2 separate regions of the Pan troglodytes genome follow, and region 1 is linked to region 2. A link is a contact called in public Hi-C data. All regions are on one chromosome and are shown on one strand. Each heading gives the region's core, a stretch centred on a gene start, on an enhancer-like site or on the middle of the called end of the contact. The rest is flanking DNA. Distances are from core to core; before and after follow the strand shown. Region 1 overlaps EYA4 (EYA transcriptional coactivator and phosphatase 4). Region 2 holds the start of EYA4 (EYA transcriptional coactivator and phosphatase 4).

Region 1 (5,986 bases), core at 3,455-5,954, 260 kb before region 2:
ATGGAATACTATGCAGCCATAAAAAACGATGAGTTCATGTCCTTTGCAGGGACATGTATGAAGCTGGAAATCGTCATTCTCAGCAAACTAACATAAGAACAGAAAACCAAACAATGCATGTTCTCACTCATAAGTGGGAGTTGAATAATGAGAACACATGGACACAGGGAGGGGAACACCACACACTGGGGCCTGTGATGGGGTGGAGGGCTAGGAGAGGGATAACATTAGGAGAAATACCTAATGTAGATGACGGGTTGATGGGTGCAGCAAACCACCACAGCATGTGTATATCTATGTAACAAACCTGCACGTTCTGCGCATGTACTCCAGAACTTAGAGCATTAAAAAAAAAAAGTTATTTAAGTAACTCAATAACTTGGCTTTTCTTTCTCACACACTTGTAAAATTTTCAGCAAAGGATGGGTCAGAAGTATGTGCTCTGGAACCAGGCAAATCTGCTTCAAATGCCAGTTCTGCCATTTAGATAGCAGGTAACTTTAGATGTGATTTGTATGTTGTGGACCATACAGTTTCTCCCTTGCATAAATAATGTGATAAACACATTTACTGCAATACATTGTTAAGTAATTAATGGAAAGTCCAACATAAAATATCTAGAACAACGTAGGGGTTCAGTAGTAGTAATCTCCCTCTCAATTCATAATATGACTATAGATAAAAACTTTAATTATGAAACTATGAGATAAAAAATAAATTTAAACATGCCATCTGAAAAAAAATGAAAGAGAAATCTCTATTTCAGCATAGTTATGCTTGACTGAGAAGTACTTCTGCCAAGAACCTGAACTATTTAGTTATTTCGAATTCTATTATCTGAATGTCTAATAACCTAGGTCATTAGCACACAGATGGCATACCTTATTGCAGTACACATTCAACTACTCTGAGGCTATTTTTCCTTGGGTCGTTTCATTTTGCTGTTGTTTTTTATTTTCTATTCCTCTTATTTGCCATTTAGACACTGTCTTGCCATTTGAGGTTGAAAATAGAAACATAATTTTTAAAATGAGAAAATAAATGCATTTAAATGCGTCAAATGTGCTTAAATAGTTCTAGCACTGTTTTATCCAGAAGGGAAAGAAACGGGGAATGATAATGTTAGCTAAAGTTAAGTTTCAGATTATCCACAAAATTAATTGATCCACGCTATCGCCATGAATAGTGTCTGTGAATATCGTTTAGTGATTAACCTAGATAGGTTCCGGGTTAATAATCTGGAAGAGCTAATGCTGAAACACTAAAAGAACCAAGAGTCATGTACAGCTGTGGACAGTAAGGACAGCAAAGCCAACAATCTCCTCTTCGGAGACATTTTTGTTCTACATATGTATTATTCATGAACACAAATTAACTTTCTGCTTATATTTGTATATACAATTTTTCCTCTTGACAAGAACTTTATGCTTCTCTTGAGCTGAATTTTTATCTTTCTGTTTTCCCGAGGTTATCTACAGATACAGAAACCATCTAAGAGGTCTGGTGTTGGATACAACTATTCGTACCTTGTAAAATTCTTACCTCTAAATCATTAAAAAACAAATGAGTATCAGCAAGATTAAAAATCATTTCTTCCATGCGGAGTCCAAGGGTTACAGCCATGGGGGGATCCTGTAAAGAAAATGTACACATAATGAGGTAAAATTTCAGTAAGCGCTTATTATTAAAAATATTTTAAGCACATATTGCTGTGGTGGAAGAGGGAGGAGACTGCATGGGTTTTTACTGAAGATTCAAAAGATTTCTCAGTTTTCCAAAAAGGTGACTTTCCAGAAGGTTCAGACATACCAAATGCACAGACACACCTGGGAATTCAGACATACGTAACGATGACTCAGCATACATTTTCACATAAAGCTGTATGTTGAGGAGAGAAGGAGGAAGGAAATCAGCTAGTTCATATGACCCAGTTTACATATAATCTATGGAAAGTATTCTGGAGAAAGGTATTTGGATGGGGTGCTGAAGAATGGAGCAAACTTACTAAAAAGAAAGGATGTCTTTTTAAGAATAATGACAAATAATAAGAATTAAAAGATAGAGAAAAATAGGTCAACTGGGTATTTATAGGACTTGAGTAGAGAATGTTATCTGGAGGTGAAACAGGAAGAGCTGGCAGAGGATGGTGTGACCATCACTTAATTTTTAATTGCATTTTTATCAACAAGGTAAGAGGAATCTCCCTATCCAAACATGTGTAGAGTTTGGTCTAACCTGCATTTGACTAAGGTTGAAGAAGGGAGGGGTGAGAATAGCTAAAAGAACATTAGTTCTCTAAGTGTAATCCAGGTAAAAAATATATGCTTTGGGAAGTGATGGGGTCAGTAAAGAGTTAAAATGACTCAATTTTTGTTTACAGAAACCAAGATATTAAACAGCAGCAAGAAGTCGAAAATCAAGACCAGAGTTGTTACTTTACCATAATTAACTGCAGCTGAAGGCCTAGCATCAAGAGATATAAGACTAAAAAGAAAGGAGCATTTGGGGATAGGGATGGGAATAGGGAAGTAATTCATGCTCAAACATTGTGTTTAAAATTATCAAAGTTGGAATGATGTCTAAAGAAGAACTGCTCATAGGTGCAACTCCGAAGATAAGAGAAAGAAAAAACCTGGAAGGGACAAACCCTTAAAATTTGAGACCAGATGGGTGTTAGCAGGGAGAAGAATAAGGTTTTGAATAAAGCTGACAAGTCTAGAAGGATACTATTGGTTTTGGCTGGGAAGTTATTTTGGAAGACCTCAGAGGGTGATTTGGGTTGAGTGGCTGGGCCAGGAGCCAGACTGCAGGGATTTGAGAAGAGAGAGCCGAAATTGTGTTTTCAACGTTCTAATAGTTGGCATTTCAAGAAATGTATCTCAACTTGGGGAAATGTAATGCAAACTTTACTCAATTTATGATAAGAACATGCAACCCAGGTCAGGCCAAGCAGTATTCATCTACACCCTGAACTGATTCCATTTGCAAGGAGAAACCACTCTTCATTCCACACCTCCACTATGATAACCCATTTTATTCCTATATTTCCTTTCATCATGTTTTGAGGGGGAAGCCCTAAAGTGTAAACATATTTGAGATGTCATCCCGTGTTCTATAGCCAAGAAAACCTGGAGAATAGGAATTAAATGCTAAGAAAAAGGCATTGAGTGCTAAGGGGTCACTGGGGTATGAGAGCTAAACTAAGACGATGTGAGTGAAGATAGAGACAAGATAATAATACGCTGGATTTCAACATAATTTTCTAATTGTTTACATCTTCTCATTTAGAGATTTATGTGGATTTCATAGGCAGAGATTCTCATTTCTCAGTAATGGATGCTGACTCTTCACATACCTGATGGCCTCCTGGTATTATGTCATCCGGTAGCTTGACTGTGCTGCCGGATTCATCCGTCTTCCAGTGACAGAACCATTTGGGACTATATACCCAAAGATCAAATCAGTTCTGTTTTAGCCAACAAACATTCATTAAAAACAAGAATAAAATTATTAATAAGTAGGCCAGGCACGGTGGCTCACGCCTGTGTTCCCAGCACTTTGGGAGGCTGAGGCAGGCAGACCATTTGAGGTCAGGAGTTCGAGACCAGCCTGGCCAACATGGTAAAACCCTGTTTCTACTAAAAATACAAAAATTAGCTGGACACAGTGGTGTGTGCTTGTAATCCCAGCTACTCAGGATGCTGAGGCACGAGAATCCCTTGAACCTTGGAGGTGGAGGTTGCAGTGAGCCAAGATCACGCCACTGTACTCCAGCTTGGGTGACAGAGTGAAACAGTATCTCAAAAGAAAAAAAATATTAATAAGTGCCAGTTTGTGTCTCAAGGGGTTTCCGAGCTCAGAAGGGCCCCTTGCTCTGTTTCCTTCAAGTATAAAATTCTTTTTTCTTCATTTTGTTGATCATGTTTTTGTTGAAATAAAATCTCTAAAGGTTGTGTAAATTAAAAAAAAATACATTTTGTCTTTTTTGGTTGAAAAATTCCTATTATTAGTCTCTGTCTTTTTGGCAGGGTTGGGGGAACTAGGCATTAACTAGGCTGAGGATATTCTATGAAACTATTCTGCCTAGTCATGGAACCATGAACAAAGTCTACAGAAATATCAGGAAAAATCAAATGTAATTATAGCATGAAAACATATAATTCCATTAGTGACGCTCTGTGCTTTTGAGGAATGTTCACTGATGCAAGACAATAAAACTGAGCTCCACACTAGTCTGTTATGTTTCTGATGATTACTGCCCTAAAGATATATATTTCAGATAGGAGTTCAGAAATATCTGATTTAAAAGGTTTTCCTTCTGGAGACCAGGTTGGTTAGGCTCTTATTCTATGATTTGCCAATTTTTCTTTTTAAGTTTTAAATACAATTATTGAATTTCTTTTGTTCATTCTTCACATTCTTTGCATTTACAGATCAGATTTATGGGGATGGGAGAAAACATACTGTTCCTTTTGATTGTTACTTTGATCAATTCCATGCTTCTGAAATACGTAACTCTGTGCTACCCAAACAGTGATAGGAAAATCCATGAAGAATGCATTTTGTACATCTGATAAGCATGCAAACAAGCATAATTTTTTTTTAAAAAAGCAAAATGCAAGAATCTGCTAGCAAGCAAGCATGGCATGTGGTGTGATAAAAACTGTAGTTGAGCACTCCACTGGAATGCAACCCCACGGCACTGGGAGGGCTGGTCATTTGTTTTTCAAGCTGTGGAGATTCCACATCACACACTCTGTGAGAGCCAGGACTTAGTAAGCATTTTGGCAAAATATCATTTGTAACTGGGAAAGTTTAGGTTTGTGGTTTGCTGGAGTGTGAACTAGCTGTATTTTACTAAGCTTTCCAGAGAGCAAGGCCTATTGAAAGAGAGATGTTTCGTCAGCCATGCCAAAGTCTTGGCACAGATGGGCCAGGGCTAGTCATGCCATCAGCCAAGGAAAACCATGCCTGTAAGAGGTAGTGATCTTGTTTCTAAGAGCATGTCTGGGGCAGGCTTACTTTCAAATATCTAATTTTAATTTTGTTTTTTTCCAGCTTACTAAGTCACTGGGACAGCTAATTCTAAGTGAGCAGATTACAGCAATGCATTTTTCCAGCTAAAGGACTCACAGATCCAAGAATCCCAGAAAGATGACTGGACATTTGGTGGGTGTAGCCTTAGCAATGCTGGGCACCCTCCATCTTGCCAAACTGCTGTGAGGGAGATGCCAGCACCTGCAATTCCACTGTTTTATCAGGCATGTGAGAATGAAACATACTTCTGGATTGAACCCAAGTTTTATATAGAGATGTTTGCTCATTTTCATTAGATGTTTGTAGAATTATGGGCACCTTATGAATCAAGAGTTGCTTTTTTTTATTTGCATTTAAGTGTAGTGAATGTTGAGTTTAGGGTCTAAAATGAGGTGATAGCAAAATCTTGGATAGAGGAAAAAAGTGGGATAATAAAGGCACTAACAGGGTTTTGTGGAAGTTCTGATATATATTATACATATTATAACAGTTCCAAAAGGTTCAAAGTGTCTACAACAGAGTTTAATAGGAGGCAAATTGAAATACTGCCAATTTATTCCGTGTACTGCTCTATCAAAATACTGAAACTATTCCCCAGACATTTTACTGAATACAGAGAGAGAGAGAGAGAGTGAGAGAGAGAGAGAGAGAGAGAGAGAGAGAAGAGGAAGATGAAGAAAATAAATAGCTCTTGGCCTTTAAAAGTGTGGTTCTAAGCCAGATGTTGCCAGTGTATAACCAAGGCAGGATCCAGTACAGCAGTTCTCTAAATCAAAATACTAACGCCTATTAGCCATGTGAACACAGAGCATAAATTGGAGCCAGACTGTCTGTCTACGGGCCTCTGCCCTGCATTGGGCCATCAGCTGGAATTCCTCCTCTAGGGACACACTGTAAAAATATCTCTGGAGAGGCAGCAATTATGTATTTTTAAAGAAACTAAGGACTT
Region 2 (6,276 bases), core at 278-2,777:
CCACTGGGTTTGAACACCAGACTCCTGTTACCTCCTCACAGATCAAGTACACAACACATACACACACACACACACACACACACACACGAAGTTGCTCCACGTGGAACTGCTCTGGAACCAAAACACACGCCCGGGCGCTATTCTGCACCTTGGCAGAAAGGGCAGAGGGACCTGCACCTTCCTCCCCTGCCCTCAGGTTAAGATTCATGAATGACTCTCTAGGCCCGCTCGGGATGGCGGGGAGAGGCGCAGGAGACGCGGTGAGAGAGGACAGTCTCCACACCACTCTCCCGCACACACTCTCACCCCAGGCGCAAATCCGTTGTCTTCATAGGAAGGAGAAAGAGGGGTGGTGGTGAAGGGAAACACTATCCTCCCAAGCAGGGAAGAGATGACAAAAATTAAATTGCGCTCTCTGCTTTCGCCCCAGCTCTGCCACCGGACTCGGTCCGCAAATTCCCTAATCGCTCCGAGCTGTTCAGAATCTCGCAAACAAAGGGAGAAAACTCTTTCAAGTGCTACCAAACGAAAGTTCGGGTTGCTGTGCGGCGCAGAATAAAACAAGCACACACACGTCTACTTCCAAACCTCGCTTCACCACGCTAAAAATCCGAGCCATTTCAAGTTCCACTGCCTCCCCAGACCCAGCAGGCTTGGAAGGAGAGAAAAACCTGCTCTACCCAGCCAGGTCCCTTCCTTTGGAGAAGTTATAGCCTTCCATGGCACCCGCTACTCGAGCCAATGAACGCGACTGCTCTGACAAGGCGCCTCTAATTTCACCGACCCTGGCAAACTGCAGGAGACATTCAGTCCACGCCACATAAAAACTATTAAAGTGGGATCGCCGCAGTTGAAAAGCCCGATCAGTGCCTGGAGATTAGAACGCGAGCCTTTAAAGTACACACGCACCCGGCACCGGGAAAGCCCAGGCGCCTGTGACCCTCCGAAGGACTCTGGGTCAGCATCCTCGCGCCTGGACCATCTAGGGGGTCATCAGAAAGTAATACACGTCATAAGAAAGATGTGGGGGAGACCCCGATGCTCGCGCCTCTGCCAGGTGGAGGCGGGGTGCAGGTAGAAGCCGCGCGCTGGACTGCTGGATGAACTCCGTTACGCGCAGGCTCCGCGCCGACCCCGGAAGGGACAGGCAGGCTCGGAAGGGACCCTTGGGGCTTGGGGACGTCTTCTAGGGCAGAGAGCACCGCTGCGGTCCGAGCGGCCCGGGCCCTCAGGCGTGGGGCACCCGGCCTCCAAGCGCCCCCCGGGGACGCAGGCGCCCACGCACCGTCCAGCTGCGCGTCCTCAGTACCCAGCGCTCGGCGTCCCCGGCGGAGCCTCGCGCACTTTCCCGGAAAGTTTGGGGGTTCTCTCAACTCAGGCTCCCCCGGGAGCCCTGGGGCGGGGGTTGGAAGAAGGGGTCACTCACCTCGTCGCCCGGTCCGCCTCGGGTTCCCGAAGTGTCTGTCCCAGCCGCGGTTCAGTGCGTCCGTAATTAAGTATTTATTCTCGTTCCTTCCAGTGTCGAAGTTTCCCCTTCGCGCTGTGCCTCTGGTGAAAACAGGACATCCCCTTCGGCCACCCCACAACAAATAGCGTACACAAGCGGGGGAGAAGCGGGGCGGAGGGAGAAGCCGGCTCCGAGGGGGAGGAGGAAAGGAGAGGAGCCAAAACTCCGGACTGCGACAGGGGGGAAAGGAGAAGAAAAGAAAATGAGAGAGCGCGCCCAGCCGCCGCAGTCGTCACTCCCCAGCTTTTCCCGCAGCTCTTTCCCCCTCTCTAAGGCAGCGACAACTTCACGTGGACAGGATGGAAGTTTTGCGCGGAAGCCGGGAACGGCCGGAGCGTGCGCCGCGCTGCGGGCAGCCTCGCACTTGCGCAGGGAGGTGGGGCGGGGGCGACGTCGCCACCGGCTACTGCGGGCTCGTGAGGCCGCCGGGGGCCTCGGGGGAGGCCGCCAGGGACGCGGGGGGCGGCGGCGCGCGGGGGACCCACTCCGTTTTTATTTGACCTCGGGTGACTGCCTATTGTCATGGTTTGCGATCTCGCGTGGGGACCGCCCAGGGCCTCGGGGCCCTGGATGTCCCGGGTGGCGCCGCCGTAATCTCCGTGCCCTCCGCGCCGCCCCCACCCCGCCCCCACCCGGGCCGACTCGAGCGGCTGCAGCCTCCAGGCTGAGGGGAGGGACCCGCGACCGCGCTCTCCTCCCTGGGCCGGAGAGCCACTGTCGATCCCCACCTGCTTCTGTGGGGCAGCCCCCGGAATTGCCTGGAACTCTCTCGCTACCCAGTTCCCCTGTGCAGGCCACTGCGGGCCCCCTGCCGGACTCCTTTCCACTTACCCCAAGGGAGGAGACAGAAGGGACTTCGCCTACTTGCAACAACGTGAAATAAAAACCAACCCAGACCAGATTGGGGCGCTTTTTCTGACGGGATGAAATACCCTTTTCCGTGGAGATATATGTTATGAAGGACTAAGCGGTCTGGGGATAGGCTGTGCTGGGAAGGGCCTGGGCCCCTTCCAGTGCTGCTGGGTGCAGGTATAGGCATCCGTCCCAGACGCCCAAAGGTCAGGCAGCAACGACTTACTTCCAAGGCGGCGTCAGAGCTTCTCTAGGCACATTGCTGAAATGACATTTCGTGTCTAAGCCTTCTGTGCATGCATTACGCACCTACATAGGATTTACGATTTTATACCCACACGTGTGTATGCCACAACCAGGGGACACAGCAAAGGTAGACGGAATAAACAATCCATAAATTTTGCATCCATTTAATCACCTCTTCCAAAAACCTATTATCTATTTTAGCGGCACCTTCTCTGTCATATTGATAATAAATGTTTTAATTTATTGATAAATCACTGAGTGTCAATCATTGTATTGGTCACTTATGGTACATGAGTTCATTTAACTTCCATGACAACTCTACGGTGGTCATTATTAAGCCGGTATAAAAGATGAGGAAACCAAAGCCCAAAGAATCATGAGTGACTTTTCCAAAGACAAATCCAGTGGTCTCTAATCACAAAGCCTATGATACAACAACCTCTACATTACCTTAGGTGTGGTCTAAGAGATTACAGATTAATCCGTAGAAATTACTCCCATTCAAAGAAAGTTTAGTTTTAATATATTCACTAAGTTACGTTCTGAAAAAGGTTCAGAAAAAAGATTTCATCCTCTACTTTAGGTTGGTCTTATGCAACTGATATGAGCACTGTCCAATTCAAAAGCAGTATCAACCCTGAATACTTATGGTTACAATTTATTTTTTAATGAGTGGGGAATTATCTACAATGCTTAAGAGGCTCTAGAAAAGGTGGTGTTGTAAATTTAAAATGATAAAGGCAGTCGTTGCTGCTCTCATCACTTACTGGGTGTTCTTTCCTGCAGATTTATTTTGGAGGGTGTAGGCATTGCCAGGCATAATGTTTCCTTTTCTGGTTCTCAAGGTAGAAAGGGTTCTGGCAGTGGGGTTGGCACAAAGGGGATTTGGAGCATGGTTGAGAGCACATTCTGGCCTAACGAGGAATGCCAGTTAATATACACTGGAGAGAAAAATATGAATGGGCAGATTTAATTAATTTTGCAGATTTATTTTCTCCATTTCACATGTGAGAAAACTAAGGGCTCAGAATTTTTAGAAGCTTGCTAATAAATGGCAGACCTGAGTTTCAAGCCAGCCTTTATTTAAGTCCACTCTTAGTCACTGTGATGCTATTATTAGTATTAATGGTATTCAGAAAAATAGTAATTCTTTTAAATATGTAATATGTTACAAGCCAAATATGCAATTTAAATGTTTTGTGAATCATAGTGTCTAAGAATGTTCTGTGGCTATAGCAAATATCATGTAAGGATTAAGTACAATGATGAATTTAATACTGTCCTCAAAAGGCAACAACATTTTGAATTTCATTTTGGCATAAAACATTATGTGCTAGTTTCACCTACAAATAAAGGTGGGAGATGTATGATTTGAATAAAATAAAAATTCATACTTTAGCATATTGTTAACATAAATATAGGGTGGGTTTTCTTAGCATGTTTCTTTGTACCCTTCTAAAGTCAGATTTTTCAGTGACACTGACCTTGCTTTCAAGGTCACTTTGCTCCTGCATAGTTTTTTGTACATCTAGATAAGAATACATGTACAGAAATTATTTTTAAAATCCAGAATAATATATTAGTTATTTGACTTCATATTACCACCTTCTAATAGTTGTCTTAAATATACATATATAAACATGGACACCACTAGGTGTCAGATAAAACGTCAATTTTCAGTCCACATTTGAAATAAGTTTAACATAGGAAACAGAATTTTAGGGTTATAAAGGCAAAAATGTATTGTTTGCTTAAATGAGGCCTTATTTCCAGAATTTACATTGAATATCACTTTTATAATTATAGCCATATCACCTATATTATTGACTTAATATGTATCTTTAAATAATCCATTTTTATTAAATAAGTTTATCTGATAGAGGACATTTTTTATAGTCACCATAAATGGAAAACTAATAAAACCCGCCAGGAATAGCAGTTGATCTTGCAAAGGAACCTATATTGTAGAAATAAAAGTTATTTCTCATGTACCACCTAAAATTATCTCACATACAGTTTGAGAAACATTGGTTTAAAGAATTACATTCCATATGTCCCTCAGGCTCACCAAGAGATATTTTCAAGCCTCCCCTTTTCATAACCAGAACAAAATGTTGTGTCCAAGTTACTTTGAGGTATTGTCTAAAATATACTTGAAGTCTCTGAAGTTGAGGCGTCTTTTTAAAATTCATGTATTATTTATTGTTTTACTTACTATCTTATTTGTGGTAAAATGCAAACAATTCATAAATACACAATTAAAAAGCAAATCACTTTCCTGAAATATTGTACCGGTTACTCATTACCCTTCCCTAGCATCTATTAGCCCAGTAGTGCAATACAGTACAGACAATGAAGAAGAGAGGGAAAGTAGAACAGTGGGAGAAACGCAAAGGGCCTAAAAAGACACGTGGGGGAAACTGAAGTCAGAGACCTGCTGCCAGATTCTTGAAGTGATTCAAAAACACCAGTGGGCCCTGCATGACATGAGTCAGGCTCTCAGAATATTTGTACATGTTCAATCAGTCTGAAAAGGGATGTGTTTTGGGAGGAGTGGGGAGATAAAAAATATAAGACTTTATAGGGTAAATCAGTGGAAATATAAGATTCACTTATTAGCAATTCCCTTAACCAACTCCTCTGGAATGGGATGCCTCTGCAGTTACCATTTACTATTTGTTTATTTTTCAAATGTGCATGGCACTGTCTTGGCATTAGATTTTGTATAAGTCAAATTAAACAAACAAAGCGCTCTAGGAGCTCATAATCCAAAACATAATTTTTGTTTTAATGTCATTTAAAAGCAACCTTAAGGGAAAAACCAGGCCCTCACTTTAGTAAGAACAGATTTTAGGCTAAAAAACGCTATAAGACACCACATTTATTGAAAAAGAATGCAGAGAACTGGATGCTTGTAGAAATAATCCCAAAGTAAATCTCTTGAGCAATTTTTGGTATATCTATGAACTCTAGCTGGAAATATACACAATTTTTCAAAAATACAATAATTCAGTTGTTTCTTAGTAAATTCTAAGCCAAACTATTTGAGCTTTGGAAGTATGGAGTTTTAAAGACCAACCTTAATGTGAACAAGGTTGAACAGTCTTTTAATCTACCTCTCTGCTGATGACAGACTACAGGAATAAATGAAGATAAAATATGATTGCCCAAGAATCTAGAGTCCTATGCTGCCGGTTTTCTAAAATCTATAAATAAACACACTTTCTGAGTAATTTTGTGCAGACAGATCAAGCTTAAAAAGGTTTCTACTAGTTTGTGAAAGTGAAGAAATCAAATCTTCAGGGGACCTGCTAAATTTCCTCATTCTTGGCAGGGCCTCTGAAAGAAAGGAAATGCACATTTTCTGGGAGACAGCTTTATTATATTTACTTTTAGATTTTCTCTTGAAAATTCTCTCCAGTTGAATCATTTTAGTAGCATATTAGGCAACTCTACTCCTTCTTCCATGCTTACACTCAGCCCTCAGATGTTTATAAACAGATATCATGCTCACTTTTAAGTCATGTTAGCCACGTTAAACAAATAGAAGGCCTTTTAATCTTGTGGCAGTTCAGTCTTTACAAACCCATAATCATTCTTATTGCTTGTCTCTGAACTATTTCCAATTTCCTAGATGTTCATTTTTGTTAGAGGTATCCCACATTGAATGC

Evidence for each region. A called contact is a pair of places that touch in the nucleus more often than the background predicts.
Region 1: a contact with region 2 is called in a Hi-C map of stem cell-derived neural progenitor cells, with 3 times the contacts expected there. The contact joins the enhancer-like site here to the promoter of EYA4 in region 2. A contact is called at or near these places in 1 of 7 Hi-C or Micro-C datasets (stem cell-derived neural progenitor cells) and 1 of 1 datasets of contacts at active chromatin or transcription factors (stem cell-derived excitatory neurons).

The regions. Positions count from the first base shown.
Region 1 is chr5:145,372,724-145,378,709 of NHGRI_mPanTro3-v2.0_pri, reverse strand. It overlaps EYA4 (EYA transcriptional coactivator and phosphatase 4), which reads right to left. Exons shown (of 20, transcript XR_010158205.1): 14 at 1,543-1,632. Among named protein-coding and RNA genes, the nearest start is that of EYA4, 260 kb to the right of the region's middle. Within about 2 kb of position 4,704, at least 2 of the 24 cell types and tissues checked have an H3K27ac peak or open chromatin away from gene starts, as enhancers often do. A contact at or near this core is called in stem cell-derived neural progenitor cells, where this site is marked.
Region 2 is chr5:145,110,584-145,116,859 of NHGRI_mPanTro3-v2.0_pri, reverse strand. EYA4 (EYA transcriptional coactivator and phosphatase 4) reads right to left here and starts at 1,527. Exons shown (of 20, transcript XR_010158205.1): 1 at 1,427-1,527.